Regions from separate parts of the Mus musculus genome. Here all the other regions are linked to region 1. The links are chromatin contacts, called in public HiChIP or PLAC-seq and promoter capture Hi-C maps. All regions are on one chromosome and are shown on one strand. Each heading gives the region's core, a stretch centred on a gene start, on an enhancer-like site or on the middle of the called end of the contact. The rest is flanking DNA. Distances are from core to core; before and after follow the strand shown. Region 1 holds the start of Bnip2 (BCL2/adenovirus E1B interacting protein 2). Region 2 holds the start of Mindy2 (MINDY lysine 48 deubiquitinase 2). Region 3 holds the start of Adam10 (a disintegrin and metallopeptidase domain 10). Region 4 holds the start of Sltm (SAFB-like, transcription modulator). Region 5 holds the start of Anxa2 (annexin A2). Region 6 holds the start of Ice2 (interactor of little elongation complex ELL subunit 2). Region 7 overlaps Rora (RAR-related orphan receptor alpha).

What was found. Promoter capture Hi-C pulls out the DNA fragments that hold promoters and counts their contacts. HiChIP or PLAC-seq counts read pairs in DNA pulled down with a chosen protein or histone mark. Capture Hi-C pulls out chosen DNA fragments and counts their contacts.
Region 2: a contact with region 1 is called in a promoter capture Hi-C map of erythroid cells, with 11 times the contacts expected there. The contact joins the promoter of Mindy2 here to the promoter of Bnip2 in region 1. A contact is called at or near these places in 5 of 39 promoter capture datasets (the SN4741 cell line, erythroid cells, liver and 1 more) and 2 of 115 datasets of contacts at active chromatin or transcription factors (CD8 T cells and astrocytes).
Region 3: a promoter capture Hi-C map of erythroid cells shows a contact between it and region 1, with 6 times the contacts expected there. The contact joins the promoter of Adam10 here to the promoter of Bnip2 in region 1. A contact is called at or near these places in 2 of 39 promoter capture datasets (erythroid cells and liver) and 1 of 115 datasets of contacts at active chromatin or transcription factors (cardiomyocytes).
Region 4: a promoter capture Hi-C map of erythroid cells shows a contact between it and region 1, with 6 times the contacts expected there. The contact joins the promoter of Sltm here to the promoter of Bnip2 in region 1. A contact is called at or near these places in 13 of 39 promoter capture datasets (the 3T3-L1 cell line, the HPC-7 cell line, cranial neural crest and 7 more), 1 of 15 datasets of contacts at CTCF or cohesin (the NIH/3T3 cell line), 3 of 484 Hi-C or Micro-C datasets (LSK cells, embryonic stem cells and nephron progenitors), 2 of 115 datasets of contacts at active chromatin or transcription factors (bone marrow-derived macrophages and embryonic stem cells) and 3 of 9 other capture datasets (embryonic stem cells, liver and pancreatic islet).
Region 5: a contact with region 1 is called in a promoter capture Hi-C map of adipose tissue. The contact joins the promoter of Anxa2 here to the promoter of Bnip2 in region 1. A contact is called at or near these places in 2 of 15 datasets of contacts at CTCF or cohesin (CD8 T cells and the NIH/3T3 cell line), 2 of 484 Hi-C or Micro-C datasets (LSK cells and muscle stem cells), 12 of 115 datasets of contacts at active chromatin or transcription factors (CD8 T cells, acute myeloid leukemia, astrocytes and 9 more) and 3 of 9 other capture datasets (adipose tissue, embryonic stem cells and liver).
Region 6: a promoter capture Hi-C map of embryonic stem cells shows a contact between it and region 1, with 2.5 times the contacts expected there. The contact joins the promoter of Ice2 here to the promoter of Bnip2 in region 1. A contact is called at or near these places in 4 of 39 promoter capture datasets (the C10 cell line, embryonic stem cells, erythroid cells and 1 more), 4 of 484 Hi-C or Micro-C datasets (LSK cells, embryonic stem cells, myocytes and 1 more), 9 of 115 datasets of contacts at active chromatin or transcription factors (the NIH/3T3 cell line, astrocytes, bone marrow-derived macrophages and 6 more) and 1 of 9 other capture datasets (adipose tissue).
Region 7: a BATF HiChIP or PLAC-seq map of CD8 T cells shows a contact between it and region 1, with 5 read pairs. The contact joins the enhancer-like site here to the promoter of Bnip2 in region 1. A contact is called at or near these places in 1 of 39 promoter capture datasets (hippocampal neurons), 6 of 484 Hi-C or Micro-C datasets (the C3H10T1/2 cell line, the G1E-ER4 cell line, cortical neurons and 2 more), 6 of 115 datasets of contacts at active chromatin or transcription factors (CD8 T cells, bone marrow-derived macrophages, embryonic forebrain and 3 more) and 1 of 9 other capture datasets (adipose tissue).

Annotation. Positions count from the first base shown.
Region 1 is chr9:69,987,494-69,990,971 of GRCm38.p6, reverse strand. Bnip2 (BCL2/adenovirus E1B interacting protein 2) reads right to left here and starts at 1,506. Exons shown (of 11, transcript NM_016787.4): 1 at 1,283-1,506.
Region 2 is chr9:70,654,718-70,658,641 of GRCm38.p6, reverse strand. Mindy2 (MINDY lysine 48 deubiquitinase 2) reads left to right here and starts at 1,468. Exons shown (of 9, transcript NM_172772.2): 1 at 1,468-2,369. The coding sequence starts at 1,596. Gm31872 (a long non-coding RNA gene) reads right to left here and starts at 971. Exons shown (of 3, transcript XR_379591.4): 1 at 430-971.
Region 3 is chr9:70,676,936-70,680,532 of GRCm38.p6, reverse strand. It overlaps Adam10 (a disintegrin and metallopeptidase domain 10), which reads right to left and starts at 1,551. Exons shown (of 16, transcript NM_007399.4): 1 at 1,274-1,551. The coding sequence starts at 1,328.
Region 4 is chr9:70,541,287-70,544,816 of GRCm38.p6, reverse strand. Sltm (SAFB-like, transcription modulator) reads right to left here and starts at 2,102. Exons shown (of 21, transcript NM_025690.4): 1 at 1,736-2,102; 2 at 760-847. The coding sequence starts at 1,897.
Region 5 is chr9:69,452,404-69,455,929 of GRCm38.p6, reverse strand. Anxa2 (annexin A2) reads right to left here and starts at 2,247. Exons shown (of 13, transcript NM_007585.3): 1 at 2,191-2,247.
Region 6 is chr9:69,395,974-69,399,766 of GRCm38.p6, reverse strand. It overlaps Ice2 (interactor of little elongation complex ELL subunit 2), which reads right to left and starts at 1,769. Exons shown (of 16, transcript NM_145618.3): 1 at 1,714-1,769; 2 at 680-821. The coding sequence starts at 720.
Region 7 is chr9:69,347,891-69,351,899 of GRCm38.p6, reverse strand. Rora (RAR-related orphan receptor alpha) reads right to left here. Exons shown (of 11, transcript NM_013646.2): 3 at 3,683-3,768. Gm15511 (predicted gene 15511) reads left to right here. Exons shown (of 3, transcript NR_136934.1): 3 at 2,802-3,011. Among named protein-coding and RNA genes, the nearest start is that of Gm15511, 14 kb to the left of the region's middle. Within about 2 kb of position 1,754, at least 13 of the 459 cell types and tissues checked have an H3K27ac peak or open chromatin away from gene starts, as enhancers often do. A contact at or near this core is called in CD8 T cells, where this site is marked.

The DNA.
Region 1 (3,478 bases), core at 257-2,756:
AAACCTGTCTGTAAAACCAAATGTGGTTATACTTAAGGGTGAAAGGTCCTGCGATGCCTAAAGATGTAAGTATGTTGGTTTATGGTAATTCAGTCCCTACGCTATGCACATGTCACATTTCCTAGTCCAGCAAGTTAGAAAAGACCTAAGAATGGCATTGAGAGATAGAGATTGATTAAGAACCAAGCCAAAAAAATAATGTGCGAGGCAACCAAACATTGGTAACTTCATGTATGGGTAACTAAACTAGATAACTTCAACTCTAACTTTGAAGGAACACCCACTCATGAATTACAGAGTTTCTACAAGTGAAGGCTAGAGGAGTGGGTCAGTAGTTAAGCATGCTTGCTGCTCTTCACAGGAGCCTATTTCGGTTCCCACCACAACAGCCTATAATGCTAGCAGCTCCAGGGGTTCCGATGCCCTCTGCAGTCGCCTATACCACATGACAAGACACATTAAAAAAAAAAAACCTTTGAGAAAAAAAACCCTCTACAATTAAAGGATTCTAATAAATCATAAGAAAACGTGCATTTCATTGAAGATGGGAATTCAAGTATAAGGGAAAACATCCTAATTAAAAGTGACGCAAAAGAAAGCAATACTAAGATGCAATTGCAGATGAAAGGCACTTTTATAGAAATACTTTGATAAACACTGCAAAAGTTGTGTCCTCATAGAGTTCCTAGGACAAAGGAAGTTTCGAAGTAACGTAATATAGATCCAAATAAGTTTCTGCTTGAACGTGAACAGACTTAGGAAGAATTCTCCAGTGGCATCGCATGCATACAGCAATCCAAAGCATCCTAGCCGGTATTTAAATGAAGAGGTTAAGTGTCTGAGAACAGCCAAGGATCAGGCATTGACGTACACACCCTACAATAGGATATCACACTCAGGAAGGTTCAAGAGAGCCCTGATGACTTATAGGATGCTGTCTGTGTATGCTGTCTGCGTCCATCCCCCCGAGGCTATGGGGTGCACTACACGCCCAAGTTTCTTTGTTCTGCTCTGGACTGACGCCGGTTAGGAACACGGAACAAACGAGGCTAGGGGAAGCCAGGAACCGGGAGGTTCCGCTCCAGGCTTTCGGGCCACAGACGGAAAAAGGAAGGGGGCGAGAGCCTGGCACCAGCGTCCGAGGCAGGGCGGGGCCCGGCAGCGCTCGGACCCGGAACGCGAACGCGCCAGTCCACGGCCGCCACCCCCGCCTGGCCTGGCCGATCCTCCCGCAGCCCTCCGGCTGTGCCGTAGCCCGGCCCGCTACCCAAGCCGTGCTCACCCCGGAGGAAGCCGCGGCCCCCTCGTCCTCTTTGCCCCTCCAGGCCGGCGACGTGGGGCTGACGGCCAGGTCGCAGAAAGCGGCGCCGGGCAGAGCCCGCTGCCCTTGGTCGGCTGTGGAGACGGGGCCCAGCTTTTCCCGGACGATCTTAGTTGCAGTCCGGGCGGCTGCAGCTGACCCGGATTCAGTGCGTACGCCCCGGCGGAAGTGACCACCTCCGGACCGGCGCCGGGCGCGGCCGAGGGAGGAAGCGGGGGCGGGGCGTTTTCCTAAAATCCTCGGCGGGCTTCCTCTCTGCGCATGCGCAGCCGTGAGCCCTTCTGTCCCGGGCCAGCTAAGGCTTTGGCTTGCTGCTGGCGAGGGAGGAGGAGGGCGCAGCTTTCTAAGGCTCACGCACTTAACGTTACTGTAGGGACCTAACCTCGCTGTCTTGAAAGAGCTATTCGTTTCTCTCTGTTTTCCTTTACTTGACATTATATTAACTATATTACAGAGTGAATGAAAAGGGGGTGAAAAATAGTCGATGTCTTATGTACGATAGCCAGGTCCTAGAAGAATCTACTTTGATAGAATTTTCCGACGTGAATAGTTTTTCTCTCCAGTAATGCTTCTGAGAGAGTAATAAGTACCCCACCCCTCTCCTCCCCAGACTCCTCTCCTGTGTTCCGAGTTGGCCTTGAATTCCTTCCAGTGTATCTGAAATAACCTTGAAAACTAATTTTCCTGCCCCAGTCTCCAGAGAGCTGAGATTATCTACATGATTGTTACCACATTGTGGTAGAGATAGAGACAACTTAGGGCTTCCTGACTGCTGCTAGGTAGGCACTCTATTATCTGAACTTTCCGTTCCCACCATGTGGTTGCTGGGATTTGAACTCCGGACCTTCCGAAGGTCCCGAGATCATAGGAAATTTCATTACGATTCACGACTGTAGCAATATTACTGTTCTGAAGTTGCAACGGAGTAATTTTGTGGTTGGGGGTCTCCACAACATGAGGAACTGTACTAAAGGGTCCCAGCTTTAGGAAAGTTTAGAACTATTGCTTTAAAACATGCTTTTCCCAGTTATTTGTGGGTCCTATCTTGATGACGTAGAAAAAATGAAAATAAAAGTGAAGTCAGTAAATGTAAAATATTTTATTATCACAGTCAACAGTCCTAAAATTGGCTGTCGTAAAAAAAAAAAATCCTCAAAAAGGGGGAGGAGGGGATAAGAGGTTTGTGGAGAGGAAACTGGGAAGGGGATAACATTTGAAATGTCAATAAATAAAATAACCAATAAAAAATTCTCAAAAGATCTCAACTTCTGTACTTTTCTGTGTGGGCCATTAACAATTTTTTTGAATGGCTTCCGTCTATGAGCTGTCCTTTTAAGCAGCTTCAAGGGGCTGTTATTTTGGAGGGCAAGGTCATCCCTCTTAGAAGTTGAACGTGCTCAACCTGTCCAGAGAGCTAGTAGGTAACTATTTGGGCAAGCCTATTACTCCTAAAAGGAATGGTGAAGTCAAAACTATTTTAAATGGATCCAAAACACAGTTCTTTAGAGATACAGTTTAGATTTGTTCTCTGTTGGCAGAGAGTTAAGAGCTCTGTGACTTACCTATAAAATGGAGAAAAAAATAATGCCCGCCTCATGGGGCTTTTGAGACAGAACAGTACATGTATCTGAGATGGGCGCTTGGAATGTTGCTATCATCTGTGTTAGTATTATTTCCCCTAGCAATTTTCTTAATTGCTGGAGGGGGAAACATGACAAACAGATCCACAAAGTTTTAGTTAAACCACTTGGCCACAGGAAGCATTTTCTCTCCAGTTACAGATTTTTCCGGAGTTCCAATTTGTATTTTAGTTCTGCAGTGTGCAGAGTTCCCCACACGGTGGCAGAAAATCGTTTGCAATCATGCCAGAGAGTGAGGTTTTTGTGGTCTTGAGTTTCCTCATTTTAGTAACAGAACATGACTTGATTCAATGTTTGGTTCTGAGTAAGATACTCTGCAACATTTTCCTTTCATGAACTATTTATCTTTACTGTTAAAACATTAGAAACTGTGGATAAACCAAAAAGACTATCATTATGAATGATCACTTTCAGATTTGAATTTATTTTTATTCATTGCATGTCTTTTTAAAAATTAGTGGATGTAGTTTAATCAAATGATTAAGTTTATAAATTTTTTTGTTTAAAAACCTTTAAA
Region 2 (3,924 bases), core at 219-2,718, 670 kb before region 1:
GGGCTACAAATTGAGACTCTGTCTCAAAAAACAAAAGTGAAATAAGATAAGCAAAGTAGTAGAGGGCTCTGTAGAGTGTTTGTCATACATGAATTGAGCCCCAGCCCTAAAAAAAAAAAAAAAAAAAAAAAAAAAAAAAAAAAAAGGAAAGGGGGGGGAAGAAAAGAAAGGAAGGGAGGAGAGAGTTGGAGGTGGGAAGAAAGAGGGAGAAGTCGAAGAGAGTGCCGAGAAAGAGATCATCATTTCTGAGAAGATAATAGTGATATTTTTAGTGTGAAACACAGTATTCAGTAACATGCTTGGTGCTAACACATGAATGAGCAAAATAATGCATTAATTTGTCTACTTTTCTAACCAGTAGCAGGACAGAAGTGTAACAATCCATGATGCACCATATATTTGTATACCTGATACTAAAGGAAGACCCACCTGTCTTGTTCATTTTTATATTCTCAGACAACTTTGAAGAGGGAAGGGTCCAGGAAAAAAAAAAAAAACAAAAAAAACAAAAAACCAAAAAACAAAAAAACCAAAAAAAAAAAAAAAAAAACACCCCACTTTTCCAGAGCAGGTTAGATGATCTATATCCACTCTTGCCAATAAATAAGTAAGTAAATAAATAGAAAAAAAAAGTTGCAGGCAACTCTGTCCATCCTCTATGCAGATGTCAAGCCCTGATGAGAAGTCAATTCTAATTTTAAAAGTCATTTTTTCGGGAAGCAGAAGCTTCCCACTCTGTGCAAAGAGAAGCCAAGTGAACAGAACCGCAAAGACTTGGCTTGCTTCAAACGCAAACTGATTTATTATTATTGGACCAAATTTACCCTCTCGCCTGGGGCGTAGGCCAATATCCACAACCTCATTGAACCTCCGGCAAGGCAAACCAGTAGCTGGTTGGGAGCGCAGCGATTCTCAGCCAAAACCCAGGGAGAGTTGTCCCTGTACTGCGCAGTCTTCCAAAAGCCTCCAACAGAACTCGCCTTTCAAATTTGCATTTCCTAAGAAATGCTTCCAATTCTCAACATTAAAAGCTAAAAAAAAAAAAAAAGAAAAGAAAAAGCCAGCTCTCCCGAGGCCTTCAGGGAATGGCTGTCTTCCAATGCTACTACCACTTTCGGGGTCCACCAGGCTCAAGCCCAAAGTAGACCACACTCCCTACAAGCCTCAGCCACTGCCTTTAAAGTAACCGCGCGCAGCGGGGATGCCCCGGAGTTCAACTTCCGGCAGCACACACAAGATTATTTTCCTAGTGGCGCTGCGGCTCTCCGAGCCGCGCCCCTGACCACGCCCTCAGCCACGCCCCTGGCCTCGCTCTGCCTTCCCTAGCCTGAACGCGCGGGAGGGGCGTGGCCTCGGGGGAGAAGCGCTCCCCGAGTGGGTCCGGGCGCTTCAACGAGCGCAGTCACGCGGAGGCACGCTCCGAGCGGGCGGGCGGGGGCACGCGCGCGCGCTCCCGCCGCCCTCTACGGTGACGTGCCTGGCCGAGGCCGCGCTAGGGCGCTGGAGCTGCTACAGAGCGGCTGTCATGGCGTCGGAGGCGCTTGCTGAGGAGAGCCGGCCGCGGTGTCTATAGGACCAGGGGCGGGCGGCCGGGGATGGAGAACAGCCCTGACAGCCCACAGCCTCTGGAACTAGGGGTGGCGGCCGGGCGAGTGTCGCCGCCGGAAGGGCGACGGCGCGGCGGGCGCGAGGCTGAGGATGGTCCCGCTGGACGCGCGGTGGACAGCGGCGGGCAGGGGGCGGCGGCGGCGGCAGCGCGGAGCAGCCTCGGGGACCCGACGTCCCCCTCGCAGCTCGGATGCGGCGCGGGCTCGGACTTGAAGGACGGCGCGTCGTCGAGCCCTGCCGCCTCGGAGGTGCCTTCAAGAGGGCAGCACAAGGTGACCGCCTCCCCGGAGCTGGCCGAGGCCGCGGCGGGCCGAGGGTCGGGGCCAGTGGGCGACACGGGCACCTGCAGGGTGGAGCAGGCGGCGGAAGAGCCCAGCAGCACCGGCGCCCCGAGCAGCAGCTGCAGCGAGCCGAGCCCCCCTGGGGACTCGCCCAGCTTGGACTCCCTGGAGTCTTTCTCCAACCTGCATTCTTTCCCCAGTAGCTCTGAGTTCAATAGTGAGGAGGGAGCAGAGACCAGGGTCCCCGAGGACGTGGAGGAGGGCGCGGCGGGGCCGCCCAGGGCTGCACCTCTATGCAAAGAGGAGGAGGAGGACCCGGCTCAGGTGCTAGCGGCCTCCAAAGAACGCTTTCCCGGACAGTCGGTGTATCACATCAAATGGATCCAGTGGAAAGAGGAGAACACGCCCATCATCACCCAGAATGAGAATGGACCCTGCCCTTTGCTGGCCATCCTCAATGTTTTGCTTCTCGCCTGGAAGGTACACTCTGCAGCTTTCTACTTCCTACAGCTTGTGGGGTGGGGAGGGGCAAAATGGGGTGAGGAAACTGCTGTTTGTCAGCTGATGGCTTCCTTCCATTCATCAGACTCCTCCTTTTTTTTTTTTTTTTTTTTTGAGACAAGGTTTGTCTGTGTAGCTTAAACTGTCCTCGAACAGTTTAAGATCTTAATGCTACAGCCTCTAGAGTGCTAGGTTTACAGACATGCACCCCTATATCTAACAGTCTCTTATTACATGAAATTAATTCCAGGATTTCTTTATTGAAAGATTATTCATGTGGCAACATGTCAGGAAGAATTGCCCCCAACTTAAGGTCTTTTTTGTATTAAAAATTCAACATTCGGTTAAAGGTTGTAACTGATGGTTTACCTATAAACAAGCAGAATCCAGAGCACCCTGCACTTACATCTTCTGAGTATTTTTAGCTATATTTGCCTATATTATTCCTTACTGACATTATTACATATGCAAAACAGTGAAAATTGGAAACAGTGATTGATCTTCAGTTACTATCAATCTTATATTATGGAGTAAGTTTTAATGATTTTATCTGCGTGTTTTCTGGAAAAGGCTGTTTGTCCCACTGTGGTGTGGATGCATGAAAGAACAGTGATGGGAAAGATACAACTTTTTAGACAAATTCCATTTAAGGAAAAGCATTGGTCTGAGCCTACTTACCATAAATTACTTGTTTCCAAAGACAGTATTTTCATCTTGTGTATGATTTTTTGTTTTTGTTTTTACTTTCCTTGTTTCTTTGACTCTACTTCAAAGGTTTGGCATTTTTACTAGTAACTGTACATTAGAATGTTTGTTAAGGAAGCTAAAACTATTAACAACTAAAATAAGGAATGATAAATCTAAGGTCTTGGAGAACAGGAAGGGAAGGGCAAGTGTATTGAGGCCTCAGAATATAGTGTCATATTTAAGCTTGCAGTATCTGGGTTTTGAGAGGATGCATCTCAGCACCTGTTTTCAAATTGATGATTCCACTTATAGTTAAAATGCTCCCTAGAAGAAGAATAGTTTGAATTATGCTAACCAGTTATGAAGAACTATGATGGATAGTGAGGGAGAGATTCCAACACCAAATCTTGCAGCACTAAGTTGGGTATCCGGGGCTCCTGATGGAATCATCTGGGTTCCAGTCATCTGGATTAGTCTGTTAAGAAGTAAGCATGCATGCTAATGAGTTGGAAGATTATTTTGATTAACCTCTGCTTAAAGCATTCGAGGGCTTTTCTAGCAGAGAGTTCCAAACTTTTCCACATTCTTCCCACAAACCAGTTCAAGATGTCTAAGAGTTACATTGTCAGGTTTATCATTGCAAAGGCTCCATTCCTGAGTACCAGTTTTCTGGCATAGTTACTTTTCTCAGTGCTGTAACAAAATACCTGACAAAAGCAACTTAAGGTAGGGTTTATTTTCGCTCACAGTTTGAGGGTACAGACCATTAGTCGGGGAAGCCATGGAAGCTGGCACTTGAGACCACTGGTCACATTGCATTCATAGTCAGGGAGCAGAGAGACGACTG
Region 3 (3,597 bases), core at 302-2,801, 690 kb before region 1:
CTTAAAAAAAACAAAAAACAAAAACAAAACAAAAATAAGCATCTATTAGTGGCTGTCATCTAAAATGTGTACTTAATAAATGAATAGTACACACAACAACAGAAACTGAGTACACAAAACCAACTTCAGAGTAAGCAGAATGCCAGACAAAAATAGGCTGGGTCCTGCAGTTTAAGTCAATGAGACAAAGGGATGAACACAGACAATACACTACAGAAAACACTAGGATATTTTCTAAAGTATCAAATTAGGCTGCTGACAACCATCCGAAGCACCCCTGGAAGTTCTGGGGGTTGTTTCCAATTCAATGCTTTTAAGCTAACCTCTCTCCAGACACTTGGGCGGCAAATTAGCTTACCTATGGTAAAGCACTTTCTCATAGGAACAAAATAATCATGCAACCTGTCCTAGGAAAGCCTGGGAATGAAATACCGCTGTCTCAAACCCGAAGCATCAGGAAACTTGAAGCAACAGTGAACTCCAATTTGCAGGGGGAGGGAGCACAGCCCTGACAATCCTCTGACTAAGCAGTACGTCTGCTCCACCTGAGAGTTTAAGAAAACTCTGCAAGTTGGTTCGCCCAGGAAGGGTCGGTCTTGCTTCTCTGTGGACTCAACTCAAAAAGACAGATGGATCGAAGAGCATCCTAAAACGGCTTGCCCTTCTCCTCAGTCAACTAAAGTCTTGCCCCGGGGAGACAGAAGACAGACAGACAGAACGACAGACACACACACACACACAACCTCCGGCGCGCTGGCTACAAACACTCCGAAAAGAGCACGAGGCGGAGGGAAGGCACTCGGGTGGGACACGCACACCGGCGTCCGACACCCGGCCCGGGTCCGCTCGCTCGCTTGCAGAACAATGCTCCCGCCGCGCTGCCAACCTCGCAAGTTGCTGCGAGTCTGCGCGGTCCCGGGGCTCGGACCCCGGCAGGGCTGAGGTGGCTGCGGAGTGCGCGAGGGCGGCTGGCCTGGGCTCCGCCGCTCCCGGGGAAAGCGGCGCGAGAAGCCGGGCAGGCAGGGCCGCCGGGCCGTGGGGGCGGGGAAGGCCTGGCCCGGGGCTCCGCAGCCTGCTCGGGCCGCCGCCGGCGGGAGCGCGGTCGGGGCGCGCGAGGGACAATAGCGCGCGGGGAGCGTCGCTCGGGGTCGGCTGAGGCGAGCTGAGAGAGCTGACAGAAGCCGAGGAGACCTGACACGCGCGGCCCGGCTCCGCGACGCTGCGCTCGGCCCGACCGACCGCCGCTCCGTCGCCGCCCGGGGTCGTGTCTCACCTCCCAGCCCCGCCGCCCAGGAGAGGAGCAGAATTAACACTGTCGGCAACACCATCTTCCCCGGCCGCCGCCTCCTCACGGGTTAACCGCGGTGCATCGATCCTGAGGGAGCCGCGACCGGCGCTGGGTCCCGACGAGCCTCCCCGGCAGTGGCACCCGGCGAAGCGCCTCCCTCTCGCTCCACTTCAGGGGCCCAGCCGCGCGCCCTGCTCCGCCAAAACAGGGCCCTCCCTCCCCCTCGGCCTCTTCCTTCCTCCCTTCCCCGCTTCCCTGCCCTCGCTCTTCGCCTGGTCTCAGCCCCTTCCCTGAGCCGCGGCCCTCCGCCTCCTTTCTCGCCACGTGACGCGACGGCACCCAATACACTCGCGAGGCCGCACCCCTGCCTCCCGCCCCGCCCTGCTCCCCCAAGCGCCCCGGGATAATGCGCATGCGTGCCGAGGCGAGCGCCCGGGCCGCTAGGCCCCGCCGCTGCTTCCTGTCCGCTGGCGGAGAGCAGGGATTGGCCTGGGAGGGCGGGGCCGCTGGAGACTCCGCCCACCGCCCCGGGCGGGAGCGCTCTTTTCCCTGTGAAAGTGCTACCTGGTTCTTCCAGCTGTTAAGGACTGTCTCTTGGAATCACACCCTACCCCGAAGCTGTCAAGAAGGGCTTTCGGCTTCTTCGCCTCCAAAAAACTAGAGGTTTTCCTTGCTTCTCTATCTGTTTCTTTTGAAGCTCTGCAGCTGCCAAGTAAACAAAAGCAGTCCCAGCAAACCATGATTTTAGCCGCGATACACAGCTCTGATGGGAACATAAAAGGAAAGATCCAACAGGAAGAAAAAAATACCCAAAGGGGTATCTTCCCGAACCATTAGCAAATGTATGTCACCTACTAGGCCTTAGCCATAATAATAAATAAATAAATAAATAAGCCGGTGGTCCTTAGTCTCCAGCTCAGAAAATGCTCGCTTGTTAGTCTGTTTCCCTCATACCTCCTTCATGCCAACTTCTACAAAACCGGTATTTGACTTCTCATTTACTCGCTTTGATTCTTTATACTCGTATTCAAGAACTACAACTTTAGGAGTAATGGGAGGAGGGATTTGTAAGGGTGGGACTGGGAGGAGAGGAGCGGGGCTGCTCTTCGGATGTAACGCGAATGAATAAATGAAAAAAAAAAAGAACTACAACGTCTTCATCATACTTAACTCTGCTTCGGTTGACTCAAAGAATATGAGTTTATATTATTGATAATAAGAATAAATTGCAAACCTTTTACTTCCGCCCTATATATTTTCTACAACCTACATTGTTAATGTAGATAATGTGGTTTTTAAAGAAAACAGAAATAAAGATGAGAATACTTTTCCCACCCCCATCTCCCATCTCTCATCTAATTATCCCAGGTTATTCTTTGAGTGGTTATGAGGCCAAGGGTAAACATGAACTTCTGATTCCTCCCATCTTCCATGCACCGTCACACCTTACTTAAGGAATATACTTATTTTAATTGTTTTGAAAAATGAATTGTTGTTTTGCTTCACATTACTAAACTCAATACTGCAGTCAGAACTTCCCACATCATCATGATTGTCCTGTCCATTCGTTTCTACTGAAGCATATAAAATCAATACAGAGTAACTGAATGCTGTTATTTCTTTTTCCTTTTGTAAAGTGTCTATTCTGAGTAACCTGCAGACATGTTGCTTATCACATGCGCTGTTTCTGCCTTATGTACTCACAGGCAGTAGAAGTTTTGACTTTTTGAGTTATTAATCCATCTCTGTGACAAGTTTGATATTAGGTAGTATTGTTTATAATCAATTCTAATAATCATAAGCAAAGATCATTTTCTTTTTTAATTCAAAGAAATCGCAGGAGTTTACATCTAAAATGCTGTTTCTTTTCTTTAAAAATATGAATGAATAATGAATGGTATTTTCATGTTACAAGTTTGGACTATTGCTTTGCTTAAAGTCTTAATTCCATTACTGGCATTTTCACAAGTGAAGAGGAAAGTGAGAAAATGTACCGGGGTAAGGTCTGCATTGATGCCATGCATCACAACCCACTTGAGTTTGACTCCCACCCCTGCCTCTTAAAAGCTGATAGACTTTGGCAAGGTTATTTCAAAATTCTTTGTAACCTTGGCATTTCCCTTGTAAAATGAAAATTGCCTTTTGGAACTATTTTGATGGATTAAATTCAGATCACTTAACACTATAAAGCAATTACAAGTGCTTAGCAGATAATAATTGTTATATGGTAAATAAAGTACATAAATGCCATTTATTTCCTCAAACAAATATCTAATCTAGTGGAAAATAGTGATTCCTTGGTTTTTAGC
Region 4 (3,530 bases), core at 853-3,352, 550 kb before region 1:
TCTGTGACAGTTTATGAGAAGCGGAAATTTGCAACTATTCAAATAAGATTATACTCACCAGATGTTTTTAATAACTAATTCCCATTTATTATCAAAATATTCATGTGAAAATTACCTTTCGCTATTCACATCAGATCATTCTGCCCTGGAAATACACAGAGCCCAATTTAAAAGCTACATTAAAAACCTAGTATCCCCATACCTTAAAACTTCTTTAAAGCTAATCAGTTGTGGGGTTTTTGCTTTTGTTAGTATGATCGATGAGGTCTTTTGAATTTCACTGAAAATTATTAGACTGCATAATGGAATAAATGGGAAATAAGCAGTATGTCAATTAAAACATTAAACAAAGGTTACAGATCTTGAATATACTAGAGAGAACAGCAAAGAGCCAAGGAAAGGTCTAGTGGGAATTTCACCAAAACTCTGCCAATTGTGGGGCAAGGTAGACATGGATCAAACTGTATTTCTTTCTTCAGATATTCCTACTATGAAGGATCGGTATGCAACTTAACTTTGTACCTTTCCCCAGAATCAATAAAGAACTTTCTTATTTTCTGGTCATCTTCAGCCGAATCTGAAAGGCTGCAAGTTACTCAGAGCCTGCTAACAGTAACTTTCTTCCTTGACCCAAGAAGGCAGAGTGCCAGAGGGAAATAGCAAAGAATAGCACTATATAAACAGGGCGAGTGGTACAAGAGCAGAGCCAAGTTATAGAACCAAAATATATTTTAAAATATGTTCAGAACTCGTAACAACCTTTGCCTTTGGTTGGTTTCTTGTTTGGAGTATCAGTTGAAACAGTTAATTCAATATTATCTGGATCGCCTCCTTCCTCTTCAATAGCCTACATTAGAAAGAGAAGTTAATATGCTACACAAACTATCTAAACTTATTTTATAAAAACTTAATGAAAATATATTACCAAACCTCCAGCCTCAAAACATTAGAATTGCCAGTTATTTTACAAACCGACTTCACAAACGAGTAATTATGCTACACAGAAAGGGGTGGAGGGTGTCATTGAGTATCGAAATGTCCTGGAACTTGAAATTCCACCCAGTCGATGGTTCCATGTCACATATACTGAACAAGAACCTAAATATGTTCTATTACAGAAAGTTTGTAGCTACTTAAATAAGGAAGAGTTTTCCTAACGTATTGCGTACACTTGTTCCCGTCTCCGATTCCAAGGCTTCACGCGAATAAACCTGAAAGCTTAACAGGACTGAGAACGTGGATGATTACGCTGATGCAATCAGAAATTAAGAATTAAAAATAAATCAGTTAAAAGCCTAGTGGGGAAAAAAAAAGATGAATCTTCCCTTCTCATCCACTCATCAACTCCCACTACGGATTTCTCTGAACAGGGGTGAAGAAACGGTTGGACACAATTAAACGGTAACTTCGGCCAAGTCAGCAAACTAACCATCGCCTCGGAGCCCGAGAGATGCACGCGCTGCGCACCGCCCGTAGGCCGGGGTACCCAGCGCCGCCCAGGGTCTGCAGCTCCACCCTCCGCAGGCCGCAGAGCCGATGGAGAGGGCGTCCCAGGGGAGGCAGGGGGCGCGACCGGCGGCGGCTCGCGAGGCCGCTGGAAGGCCAGGCTCCTCGCGGAGGCGCGGGCCCCGCGCGCCGGGCACGCACAGGCACCACCCGGTCCGCCCCGACCGCGGAAGCGTAGCACCTAAACGGCGCGGCCTACGCTGCCCTGCGCGCAGCGTCCGGGCCTCACCTGCTTCAGCCGGGAGACCAGTACCGTCTTGACCCCGTTGATGTCCAAGTTGCGGCGCTTCAGCTCGGACCTGAGGTCGATAACCCGCAGCTCCGTGATCTTCTTCCCTTCCGCCGGCCCAGAGGCGGCCGAGGCTACCACGGCCCCGGCAGCGGCAGCCATTTTGGGAAAGCAACGCGCTGCCGAGGCAGCTAGTGGGCTGCAGGGCGGCGGCGGCGGCGGAGGAGGAGGCAGCGGCGGTGGAGGCGGTGGCCGCGGCAGCACCAACTTCCAACCCGGGCCCCGGGCGGCCAGCGGCGCCGCGCTACGCTGCGCACAATGAGCCACTGACCACGCCCCCCCACGGGGACCACGCCCCCGACTCTGCTCCAGCGCAACCTGCAGCGGCACCCGGATGACGGGTGCGCGTGCGCACTGAGCAGGCATGGAGGGGGCGGAGCTCGCAGCGGACCGGTGGCTCGGCCTCTGGCGTGGTCCCGGGAAAGTCTCCGCGTGTCCAACCGCTCAGCTGTCCTCGGTACCACGGTTCCCGCCTCTCCATTAGCCTCCTTCTCCTCTCATCTCTTACCTAGAGCCATCGCCACTTGAGAGGCACCCCATAGTAGGGAGAGTAGGTGCGTCTCTTCACCGAAATGAGGGGGCGTGTGCGCCAGCCTTCCCGGAAGAAGTACGGAATCATCGTGGAAAGGTGGTCGGGGTATACTAGTGAACTTAGGTCGGCGGGTTCCGCCCCGGAACGCCCAGCGAAACCTGAGGCCGAGAGCCCAGGGGACAGTGTCACGCTGTGACCCCCTGAAGCTTAGCCCCTCTTTGCCTGAAAACTACCAGGCAAACGTCCTCTCCTCGTTTGCCTCAGCTTGCCCATCCCCTCCGACGGGCCTGATGGCTCAATGAAATTGTTCACAAAAGGAGAATAACTTAAAAGTATATGTTGCCCTGATCCTATACAGTATCCTCTGCCCTGCGCCGCCAGCATTTGGTATGTCAAGGACAGGGGCCACTTTATGGAGAAATAGCCCGCATAGTATCTCTTAGTAATTTTAATATTATTAATCATCACAGCGTAAATATCTATAGAATTAACACAAAGTTGGACAAAGTTAGGAAACACAGGGAACTGAATTAACATTTACTGGTGGGTGATGTTTTGTAAAGGCAAGGGTATGTTTTGTAGAGCGAGGTATAGAGCGGTGGGAGGGACTGCCTCATCCGGCTGATGCTGAGGCATCCCCACCCCAGGTACCATCCATAAGACTGGTCTAGTATAGAATAGAGTTTATTTGGGGGTATGGCAAGGGGAGCTGAGAAGGGAGTAGAGGCAGAGAAAGGGAGAAGACAGAAGAGAAGAGCCCGGCCAAGAACACGTGGAGGGGGGAGGGGAGAGGAAGAAAGGAGTCAAAGGGGGGGGGGGGACATTCCCATCCAGGCCTACCTGGCTGTTGCTAGGTAAGTGTTGGGCGGAGCCTAGAAGGAATGCTAAGGTGCTAACAAAGGTGGGGTTGAGGTTGTTTTGTTTTACATCTTTCTCCAGTTTCCTGGTTATAAAACTTAAATTGGACTGGGCAGTGGTGGGACATGCCTATCAGCACTAAGGGGAGAGAGGCTTGTGGATCTCTGAGATACACTACACTCCAGCCTGGTATCTGCAGAGTGACCCAGGACAGCCAGGGCTACACAGAGAAATCCTACCTTTATAAATAAATAAATAAATAAATAAATAAATGTGAGGTGTGCCTTACTTTGGGTTGCTACACACAGAGGAATCCTACCTTTATAAATAAATAAATAAATAAAT
Region 5 (3,526 bases), core at 998-3,497, 540 kb after region 1:
CCAAAGGTTCAGGGAGAAACCACAGTCCTCAAAAATCAATAGCAATTTAGAAGAGTTCCTGCCTTGCCAGGAAAACTACTTAAAGCAGAGACTAGCCAGGAAGCTAATGACCAAGACTGCCTGCCTAATGCCAATCAATAGGGTACTTTAATAGCTCAAAGACACAGGATGTGAAACATTGAGGCACCAGTCCAAGGCCTCTGTCAAAGCCTCAAGTGCTGCCTGGCTAGTTAGTCAAACTTCCTGAACCTCTAACACACCGAACAGGAAACCCTCAACCGAGAGATGCACCTAGTGGGTTGCCCTGCTGCAGCAGACCTGATGGGTGCTTCTGGAGAAACCCTTGGACTTCAGATCAGCTGTGTGCTTCGGAGAGCGGAAGAGGACAGGGATCTCTCTGCCCTGGTCTCCTCTGCTGGCTCCAAGTTCCCTGACTCAGATCCAGAGTGCTTCATACTCTGAAAGGAGCAGGAAGTGGGTGGGACTGCAAGTCTCCAAAGCCAACCTAACAGGTCAAGGGACACAGGCTGCAAGACAGTGGGAGGAATGCAGGAAACAGAAACGGGAGAAGGGTTTCCAATTGATAGGATTTATGATTTGATCAAGACTATCTTTAGAACTAAGGGAGAAAAAAATTGAGCCCCACATCAGTGATTTATTCTTCCTACCCACAGATCACCCCTCACCCTCCCCAGTTTGCATTCTGCTCCCCTGCCTTTAGCCAGAACTCGGATACACTGCAAATTAATCTTTTTCTGGTGCTAGCTTGGGATTCCAAACACATTCTATAGCTTTGTTGGGGTTGGGCAGGGAAGTGGCTTCCCGAGTCCAAGTTGCAGACCCACCTAATTATACTCCTGAGTGTTTCAGGCTGAGGATCTTGAATTCCAAGAGTTTATGGTTGCTTTTAAGGGCTGGAGTTGAATATGGCATAATAGTTCACACATGAATAGCTTTTTCAAGTTCTGGGAATGAAGTTCAACCTACTACGGTACTCTACCAATTACCAATAAGCTTGATCGTGATCATAAGCTCATGGTTTTTTTCTTTTCTCTCTCTCTCTCTCTCTCTCTCTCTCTCTCTCTCTCTCTCTCTTTTTTTTTTTTTTTTTTTTTTTTTGGTAGTTGGGTTTTTCCCCCTACAGGAATCTCACTTACTATGTAGCTCAGGTCGGATTCAAAAGGGATCTTGCTGCTCCAGTCTTCTGAGTGTTGAGATTACGGCTCTGTCTCAAGTAACAGTTATTTTGTTGCCTTTGCTTTGCTTTTACATTTGCATGACACTGTTTCAGTACGCTTTATTTAGCTATTTTTGAATGAACTTGTTTTCGGAAACCTTCAATAACTCAGTGTGAGTGGCGCTATCAACAGCAGAGTTCGGAAACCACTTTCATAGATAAAGAAACTTCTCCAACCACAGCCCTCCGCGCCAGCTTTGGAACCTGAGGCCCAGGAACCACGCCCTTTTCTATAGACCCTATCAACTGATTCATGGTGGCATCAGCACAGTCAAGGCAACGTTCCCTACAACCACCCGGGGACACTTCCTTCTGCACACATTCTAAGCGAGCCACAAACTCCCCAGAAGAAATGAAGTCTGAGGTCGCTGACCTAGCAGACAATCTAGCGTTCATGACGAAGACTGAGTTGAGATTGTAAAGAAGGGCACCCAGTAGTCAAGACTTGAGGTTCTGGTGCCCCCTGGACCTCCCCCAGGTACCCTGCTCCGACTCCACAAAGGCACGTCCCTCAGTTGCAAGGAAATTCACCTGAAATTGCAGAAGTTACGGTCCAGAGTGAGAGAACGCAGTGCGGAAAGCGAAGTGGGACTTCTCACTGCTGGGCCGGAGGCTCCCCCAGCGGCCACACCCAGTCCCCCTCCTGACATCTAGCACGTCTGGAATGCCGCCCCCTCGGCTCCCCGCCCCACAAAGGGTCTCCCCGTTCCGAGGAAACCTCAAGGGGAAGCACGCCCCGACCCCTGCGCCCCGACCCCTCAGGAGAGTGGCATGCAAAGAGCACGGTCACTTGCGGGACACTTTGCAACTCTGTTGCAGGGCCTCGCAGATCACCGGGTGGAGTGGGTCCCTCTCCGTGCCTCCCGGGGTCCCCATCGCCGGAGCCTGCCCGCTCCCCGTTCAGCACCGCAACCCCGAGGCCATAGCGGGCGACCGGGCCGCGCCCCACTTACCTGGGCCGGGCACGTATCGCTGAGAGCCTCCCTTGAAGCGGAGCAGCCCGGCTGGGCTGGGTGGGGCTTTTATACCCGCCCCATCCTCCCAGCGCGAGGCCGCCCCACATCCCCTCCCTCCCCGGCCTGTTCCCACCCTGCTGGGTGACTCATCCAACTTGGAACGTAGCCCAAGCCCAGTCCTGCCCTACGTGACAGCTCCACCGCCTCCCCAGGCCCTACAAGTATCCACCCATTTCCCCCGCCCAAATCCCCTTACTCCTAGAGTACAGGGCCCTGCTCAGGCTGGCTCTGGGTTATTAAGATTTCAGCTGCTTGGCTTGCCCAACTCACTTCTTTTGCTTTTAAAAGGCTTCTAGGCAGCGAGGTAATGGAGGGTAGAATTGTTTCAAGGCGCATATATTTGGATTCCTCTGAACTGGGCCGTTGGCACCCAGCTCTCCATCACTGTCTGCAAACATATTAGCTTAACCTCTGGTCACCAGCTGGAGCAGTGTGAGGAGGGTGTTCGCTTGGCCCTGCTTTACACAGTCTACTCCGCCTTGTAAATCAAAGCGGAGAGGCCTCTAACCAGCTAGGGAGACTAAGAGGTAAGGCTAGAAGGTACCTCCTTCCCCCAGTACTCCAATACACCCCAGGTCCTACGGTCTTTTCCTAATTGTAGGTTATTGAAGGTTTTTCCCCCTTCTCATTCCTTGACAAACTGTTTCTCTGGGTCATATTGTTTCTTTTCTAGCTTGCTTTTCCAGGAAACAACGCAGTAGTGAACTGTGTTTGTGGGTGACTGTTCACACCGCATTAAACTTCAAGCTAGCAAGAGAGCTGGAAATACCTTAAACACTAGTTTTGGTTCTTTTGTTTTGTTTTGTTTTGTTTTGTTTTTGTTTTTCAAGGCAGGGTTTCTCTGTATAGATCTGGTTGTCTGGAGACTAGGCTCGTCTGGAATCAGAGATCTGCCTGCCTCTGCCTCCCCAGTGCTGGAATTAAAAGTGTACACCACCACCGCTGCCCAGTCACACTAGGTCTTTCAACTCCGTCCTTGCAGAGTCTACCTCTCTGCTTTCTCTAGGTTCTAACGATTCTCTTCCATCTAGTTGTGTGTGCTTGTGGTTCACTCGTATCACACGTGGTCACGTGTATCACACATGACCTGCAAGGCGCTGTCAGCCTCTAGGATGCTGTCCCTTCAGAGCACCCACCTTGGCCCAGCTTGTTATTTGAGACAAGGTATCTCTTTGGCCTGGAGCTCACAAATTAGGCAAGATTGGTTGGCCAAAAAGCCTTCTACCTGAACTTGGAACAGAACTCAGGTTCTTAAGCTACAAGATCTTAGGCC
Region 6 (3,793 bases), core at 520-3,019, 590 kb after region 1:
GGAAGAATTGTAAATGATTCAGTACAGGTTGGACATGGTGGAACACACCTTTAATCCAGCACTCAGGATGCTGAGGCAGGTGGATCTCTCTGAGTACAAGGCCAGACTGATCTCCATAGTGAGCTCCAGGTAAGCCTGGAGACCAGAGAGACCCAGCCCCCACCCCACCCCAAAATATCCCATTATAATTGAGACTGATACGTTATGGTCAATGTTACTTGAGTGAAGGAATTAAACTGAAATATTGACAACAATTCGAGCACTTCTCCACAAGAAAACTGTAATAATGATATAAAATTATAACTAAGAACTTGAGTGTTAGGTTGTCATTTTAGGAATTGAAATCTTTCCAGCTAGGGGGCTGGAGAGATGGCTCAGCAAATGTCCTGAGTTCGAATCCCAGCAACCACATGGTGGCTCACAACCATCTGTAATGGGATCTGATGCCCTCTTCTGGTGTGTCTGCAGACAGCTACAGTGTACTCATATACATAATAAAAAAAATCTTTAAAAATCAGTCAGCTATAACTCAACAAACTTGGTATATGAACAGGGTAATTTCTGAGACCCTGGTGGCTAAAAATTATAAAATCTCTCCAGGCCAGAAATCTCCTTTCCTATGATACCCACCATCCCCAGCTTGTTCCTTCACAGTGGATCAGGAAGAGGACCAACTCACCAGTTCAGCCTTGGTTCACTCATGGTTATGCTAGAGCTCATCTTCCTAGAATTCTCCTTCACTCTAGCCCACAATTATTTCAGCTGGGCAGTGAAGGCTCCCAGAGAGTGAGGGTCGGATCCTTCCTAGAGTCTACAGTTAACTGAAGACAAACAAAAGGTCAAGATCAAACCTATATCACCTTGGGTCATAAAAAGCCTTTGCTTGATTAGCATCTACCTCAAGTGACTAAAACACACAGGCAGGCAGAACGATTCTTTGTAGCAAAGATCCGTTCCCTTTAACTTATGCAAGGAGTGTTAGCCTCAACATTAGCTGAGTTAGTAAGACCCCAAACCAGAAGGGTGCCCTGTGTTCTCGCATTGTTTACATTATGGCAGGGCTGTCTTCCCTTCCCCTCACTCCCTTACCACCAATACAAATCGTGTTTCCATTTCCTCTAGTTATATACAGCTATGGAGGCGGTCTATGACATGCGATGCACACAGAAAAGGCTCTCTGGATCCCAGGGACCGTGTCCTTTTCAAAGAGAACTTTGCACTTGTGACACTCAGGTGCGAGCAACTCCAGAAAACAATTCACAGGCACCTTTAAAGGTGTCATCGGAATTAACGCTGTAGCTTGACTTCTTCACTCACGCTGGGTGTCTGTCCCTGTCATCCCGTGCGGCCTTGAGATACTTAGGAGTCCAATGCAGGAACTGGCCTCTGGGTCCCTATGGGGTCTCAGGGGCGTCCCTCTCCGCCTACCACCTACCTCTCCTTTCCCCTGAGTGTGGGGCTGAGGGGGAGGGGAGGGAACTACAGAGAAGCAAAGGGAGACAAAAGTATCGGGGAAGGAGAGGGGTCGAATGAGGAAAGCCTTAGGGCCTGTGAGGGAAGCCGCCGAGGAAGACACGTGAGGGAAGCCGCCGAGGAAGGCCTGTGAGCAAAGTCCGGTGAGGCGCTGCCTCAGACCCGCGTCGCCATGTTCCCTCTCCCGCCCCTCGCGTTCCCGACGAGCCGGAGTCGGCGCGCAGCCGCCTTTCCGCCCACCTCAGGGTCCCAAGCGGCTCTGGCCCCCGAGAAAAGCCGACGCTTCCACACACGTTTTGTGCTGAACTCACTGCTGCCCGCCTACGAAGGCCTCATTTAAAAGCCCCGAGGGCGCCCGCACGGCCGCGCGTGATGACGTCACGCGAGCGCCGCGGGACGGGCCTGCGCGCGAATGCAAAGGGAGGACTGGCCACAGTGTTAAGGGACCAGGTAGACCCAGGCTGTAACTTCAGGCTTCCCTCATTCTGATCCTGACTCGTCAGTAGTTTTTATGTGTGTGCTTGATTGTCTGTCTGTCTGTCTGTCTTAGAAATAGTGTCTCAAGTAGGGCAGGTTCACTTTAAATATCCTATGTACTCCAGCCAAGGCTAACCTTGAACTTCTCATCCTTATGACCCCCACATCCTGAGTGTTGGGATTACAGACATGCACTACCACCACACCCCATGTATACGGTGTTGGAAAGGGAACCTAATCTTTCAGGATGACAGGCAAGCACCCTACCAAGTTACATATTCAGCCCCTATCATCAATTTTTATTACATACAGATAAGGGTTTTGGAAAGGTCTAAATAAGACAAAGAATGAAGCTATATTTAGCGCACTACTCAACACATACTAGGCTCTCATTACACCCAAAATCTCCACTCCACTCTCTTTTTCATTTTAGAGATAGGCCAATGTCTGCTAGTGGGCCTTCGAGTCTCTCACGCTATTCTTGCAGCAATTCATTAAAAAGAGATGGATTAAGCACAAATATTTTCTGTTTGGTGTTGAGTGCAAGAAGGACCAAAACTAAAACCGGCTTTTCCAGAACTTCTGATTTTTGGGACTCTAAGTCATCGTGTGTAAACGGATCAAAAAAGAGAGTGACGAGCCACTTTAAGTGTTACTGGGGCTGGAGAAAAGGCTTGGTAGTTAAGACTGTTTGCTGCTGTTCTTCCAGAGGACTCAAGTTCAGTCCTCAGCACCCACATGAGGTGGCTCACAAACATTTGTTATCCAGCTCCTGAGGATTTGGTACCTACCCGCTGCCCTCCTACCTGCTGCCCTCCGAGAGTACCCAAACACATGTGGTACACACATGGAGACATTTAAATAAAAATAAATCTTTTAAGACAAGATGTTGTGGCTAGAACCATAAATGATGACCCCCTTTTAAGCTGGGTGTGGTGGCGCACGCCTTTAATCCCAGCACTCGGGAAGCAGAGACAGGCAGATTTCTGAGTTCGAGGCCAGCCTGGTCTACAGAGTGAGTTCCAGGATAGCCAGAGCTACACAGAGAAACCCTGTCTCGAAAATAAATAAATAAATATTTAAAAATAAAAATAAATAAATAATAAATAAATAAATATTCCCCTTTCAAGTTTACTCATCTTAATCTTCCCTCTTTCACTTGCTTGAAATATCTGATTCTCTTCTATATGTCTTTTGTGTATTTTCTAGTAACATTACTGTTTTAACACACCCATGATGTTATCTTTCTTTCACTTCTGAGTCCCCCATGAAGTATCCATTGTAAGGTAAGGTTGGTAGTCCCCAGTTTCCTCAGTTTTTGCTTATCTTGGAAGATCTTTGTTTCCCCCTCATTTCTGAAGAATAGCTCTGCTGAGTATAGTGATCCTGATTGGCAGTTGTTTTCTTTCCTGACTTGAAATATGTCATTCTGTGCTTTCCTTGCCTGTAGGGCTTTTACTGAGAAATTTCCTCTTACTCTAATGGGGCTTCTATTAAATGTGATTTAGTGCTTTGCAGATTTTACAGTTCTTTTCTATCACGTATTTAGCTGTTATCTTGCTGCTGTTCTGGGGATTTAACCCCGAGCTTTAAGTATGCTAACCAGGCATTAGCGCTGAGCTGTAGCCCCAGTGCTGCCCTATCCTCTTGACAGTGTGGTTATGTAATGGTGATGGTTCTTTCTGCTCATGTCTTTTCTGGGGATCCAGAGGTCTCCGGTTTATGAGTGTCCAATACCTTTCTGAAGCTAGGGAAGCTTTCTGTTAGCATTTCATTTAATGACTGTTCTACACATTTAAACTTTATTCTCTTGACCTGGGTATGGCAGTGATAGAAATGTTTG
Region 7 (4,009 bases), core at 505-3,004, 640 kb after region 1:
ATGGCTACAGAAGACAAGACTAGACCATGGGTATCCCATTAATATTACCTGTCTACCTTGAGCATTGCCAAGGTATAGAGGAGTGTGGGTAACAACAGCCAGCTCTCGGGTATGCAAGCACCCCCGCTGCACATCCAAGCCACTCCCAAGTGTCTGACCTGGATGCGTGTGAGTACTCCAGCAAGCAGCTTGCTACCCTTGCCTAACAGGCTGGGGGAATGGATTGATACTCTACGTGATGAGGTCACTGCTCAACTTGACAAGTCCCAGGCAGAATTCTAACCCGGGTAGTCTGGGCAGACTCAGGGGCCATGTAGTGCACTGCCCCTGTCTAGATCTCCAAGGGTCATGCTGTCTGGCTTCTTTATGGTCAGGTCGATTTTTAGATATACCTACAACACAGCTAACTCAGAAAACGACTGTGGTGTTTGAATGAGAATGCTCCTCCCCAACGCCCCCCCCCCCCCCCCGGACTCAATTTGTTCAAATACTTAGTCCCCAGTTGGTGGACCTGTTTGGGAAGGATTAGGAGGTATGGTCTCGTTGGAGGACGTGTGTCACTGGAAGTGAGCTTTGAGGTTTCAACAGACTCCTTCCTGCCTTCTACCTCTTGCTTGCAGTTTGAGATGCGAGCTCTTAGCTTTCCTATTACCATGGGGTCACACACTCTAACCCTGTAAAACTGTAAACCCAATGACATGCTTTCATTTATAAGTTGTGTTTGTTGTGTTTGATCACAGCAATAGAAAGATAACTGATACAACAACCCAGACCATTTTCTATCCCCTTCTTACTACAGATCCATTTGATATACAATATGGCTTACCCTCCTATGTCTAATTATACTGCCAGGAAGAAAATGATTTATGATTTGTCATGGTGGGATCATTGGCACCTGGTTAGAATATGATAATTAACAATAGTGGCAGAACTCGTATACTTCACCATAACTAGGGGTAAAATAACTACAGTCAGACACTACAATATAGAACAGGTATTGTATCCCTTAAAACCAAACTCATAATACTGTACAATACTGAAAAACTCACACTCTAATGGTTTAGTGGCATTCGTTGTTGGAAGTCACATGAGCAGATGAGCAGAACCACCACCAACTGAACACCATTTCAACATGGAGGTGTTCCATGGACAGGATTTGAGGAGGGGAGGTGTCTAGATATATTGGGACTGTAGTTGCTGTTAGCCTTACTGTCTGTTATTTATTATCTCCAGGATAAATATTGGGCCTTGAAATGTATCCTGTGCGTGTGTAAATGCATTGGTACTCTGTCAATTCGGGACTCACTGAATAGCCTGTCATTAATGAGCCTAAGGCATAGCACACAAGTCACCCCCTCTCTATCCCTGATTTTCATTTTTCTAGATCATGCATTGTCAGGTCAATACACAGAACTCCAGTGGCACAGCTGACCGACTCAGAGTGACTGCTGGGCTTCTGGGGCAGGATACAAGGATGCAGGTGGCACAGACACCCAGGGGACGGGCCACACACAAAGGCCATGCATGCGGAGGACCACAACAGAGCAGACACTGTTGTAGGGATGAGAGAGGACCTGGTGCTCCCACCAACTTTGGGGACACCGAGGCTGACGTTGAGCCAGCTATCTTGGACAGGCCATGTGCATAGCTAGCTTAGTATTTCAACTTAGGACACTGGGTGTCTTCCTCTGTCACTCTTGATACCTGAGACAGAGATGGTCACTGAACTTGAAGTTCTCTGTTTCAGCTCTGCTGGCTGGCAGGTGAGCTCTGGGGATCTGTCTGGCTCTGCTTCTGCCAATCCTGGGGTTACAGTGCACACAAGCACACTCAGCTTTTTATTAATATTACTATTATTTTAACCATAGATGCTAGGTCCTCATACTTGCAGAGCTGGCAGTGTTATGCACCCAGCCTTCTCTCCAGCCCCAAGTATTTCACTTTTAAAATAATTTATTTCAGAGAGGTCAGATTAAGGAAGAAAGGGGTATAGATTTCTTCTTCTTCTTTTTTTTTAAATCCAGTACCATGAATGAGGTCTTAACCACAGAGATGAATAATTCAAAATTCCCCTCAAGTAACAAGTTCCCCACTTCTGAAAGGTGGGTGGCCTTTTTAAAAAGTACAAAAGGATCTGGTGATGTACAAAAGTCCCATGCTTTAGACCAGTGAGGTGGCTTAGTGGTATAGGGACTTGCCACCAAGACTGATGACCTGAGTTCCTAGGACCTACATAGTAGAAAGAGACAACTGACTCCTGCGAGTTGTCATCTGACCTCCATGTGCATGCCATGACTACTCCTCTTCCTGCTCCAAATAAATACGCACAATAATGTTTAAAAATCCATCTCCATTAACCTGCAGTCTAGATGATGCATTTACATATATGTAAATCAGCCAATGATAGGATTAGCAGTGAAAGGAAGAATTTTAAAAAAATTATGAGGCTAATCTCCCTCAAATATCTCAGCCATTATGTATGTGTGTCTGCAGGTGATTCTATCTTATGCAATACATTCTAGTTTTCACTAATGGAAAGCAAACCAAATTCACAGATTTCCCCCAACCCCCAATCTTAAAAAGCCTCAGGGCTAATCTGGGTTTAGCTATTACTGTCTTCTAGGCCTTTTGTATCAAATAGCAACTCTCCCACTCATTTTGGGCTATTTTAACCCTGTCTTAGGACTCTTCCCATACAAGCAGAAGAATTTAAAATTTAACCAATGGAAATTTGAATAACAGTTTGGGGGGCACGGTCTTGGATTGATTAAGATAAGCATCTCTATTTTCCATTCTCACAGTGAGCCTGTTCTGTATCCATGGCTCCAAGGCCACACCATACAAACGGTCACAACAGTGATAATGAAGATGCTATGTGGACTCAAGCGGCACTTTCCAGGATACTTTTAAGTGCCTCTGATTCTTGGAATATCCTAACAGGTGGGAAGGGCAGGTGTCACGGCTACCTTATGGATGAAGTGGAGGGATTAAAAGACTAAGATGTGGGCAGGTGACACCAGGAGTAAAGCCCAGTTCGTCCCATAACTTAACATCTGAATAGCAACAGAAACATTCAGTCACAGCCGTGTGAAACTTACGGGAAATACCTTCTCATAAATCCAGTAATGGGCAACCCCAGGTCTCTGTGTGTGTGTGTGTGCACACGCACTTTGCAGCAAGGGCAGCCAGCATAGGATGTCAGTGTCCTTTTCTGTAGTTTCCTGCTTTATTCTGGTGAGACAGGGCCTCACACTGAACCTGGAGCTCACTGCTGCAGCTGGCAAGTAAGCCTCAGGGATCTCTACCCCAGAAGGCTGGGGTAACAGGCCGAGTGGCCATTTCTGGAGTTTTCACATAGGCATCAGGGATTTGAATTCAGGTCCCGAGTTCTCGAACATGGCATGCTATTCCCCACTGACCCATTATTTCCTCATCCCAGAGGTACCTCATCAGAGCAATTGACTCTAGTCCCTTGCTCTTGATTCTTCTGACGTCTTGAAGAAAGGACTAGAGTCTATGCAACTGCAGCAATTACAATTTAACAACACAGCACTGACCACACCCTGCTGTCATCACTCAGAATCTCAAGGAGTTGAACTTTTAGGTAGACGGGAGGTAAAAAATAGAAATTGCAAAGATGCCTCGTAACGTGACTAGAACAACAACAATTCAAACAGCTTACCTTGCAGCCTTCACACGTAATGACACCATAATGGATTCCTGACGATTTGTCTCCACAGATCTTGCATGGAATAATTTCAATTTGAGCTGCAACAGAAGCATGCAACCAGTTAATTACATTTTCTTTTAAACACCTTATAAAAGTGTTCCCCGATCAGCATTTGTATAGTGAAAACTAATAACCTGCTAAACATTATCCTGCATTAACTATTCATTGCTGAACTGTGAGGGTCCCCCTAGAGCCCTGGACTAAATTATGGCTGCTCGTTATATAATAGCTTTCGGGTTATTAAAATGGGTCATTTGAGAAGGTGTTTAAGAGCCCACA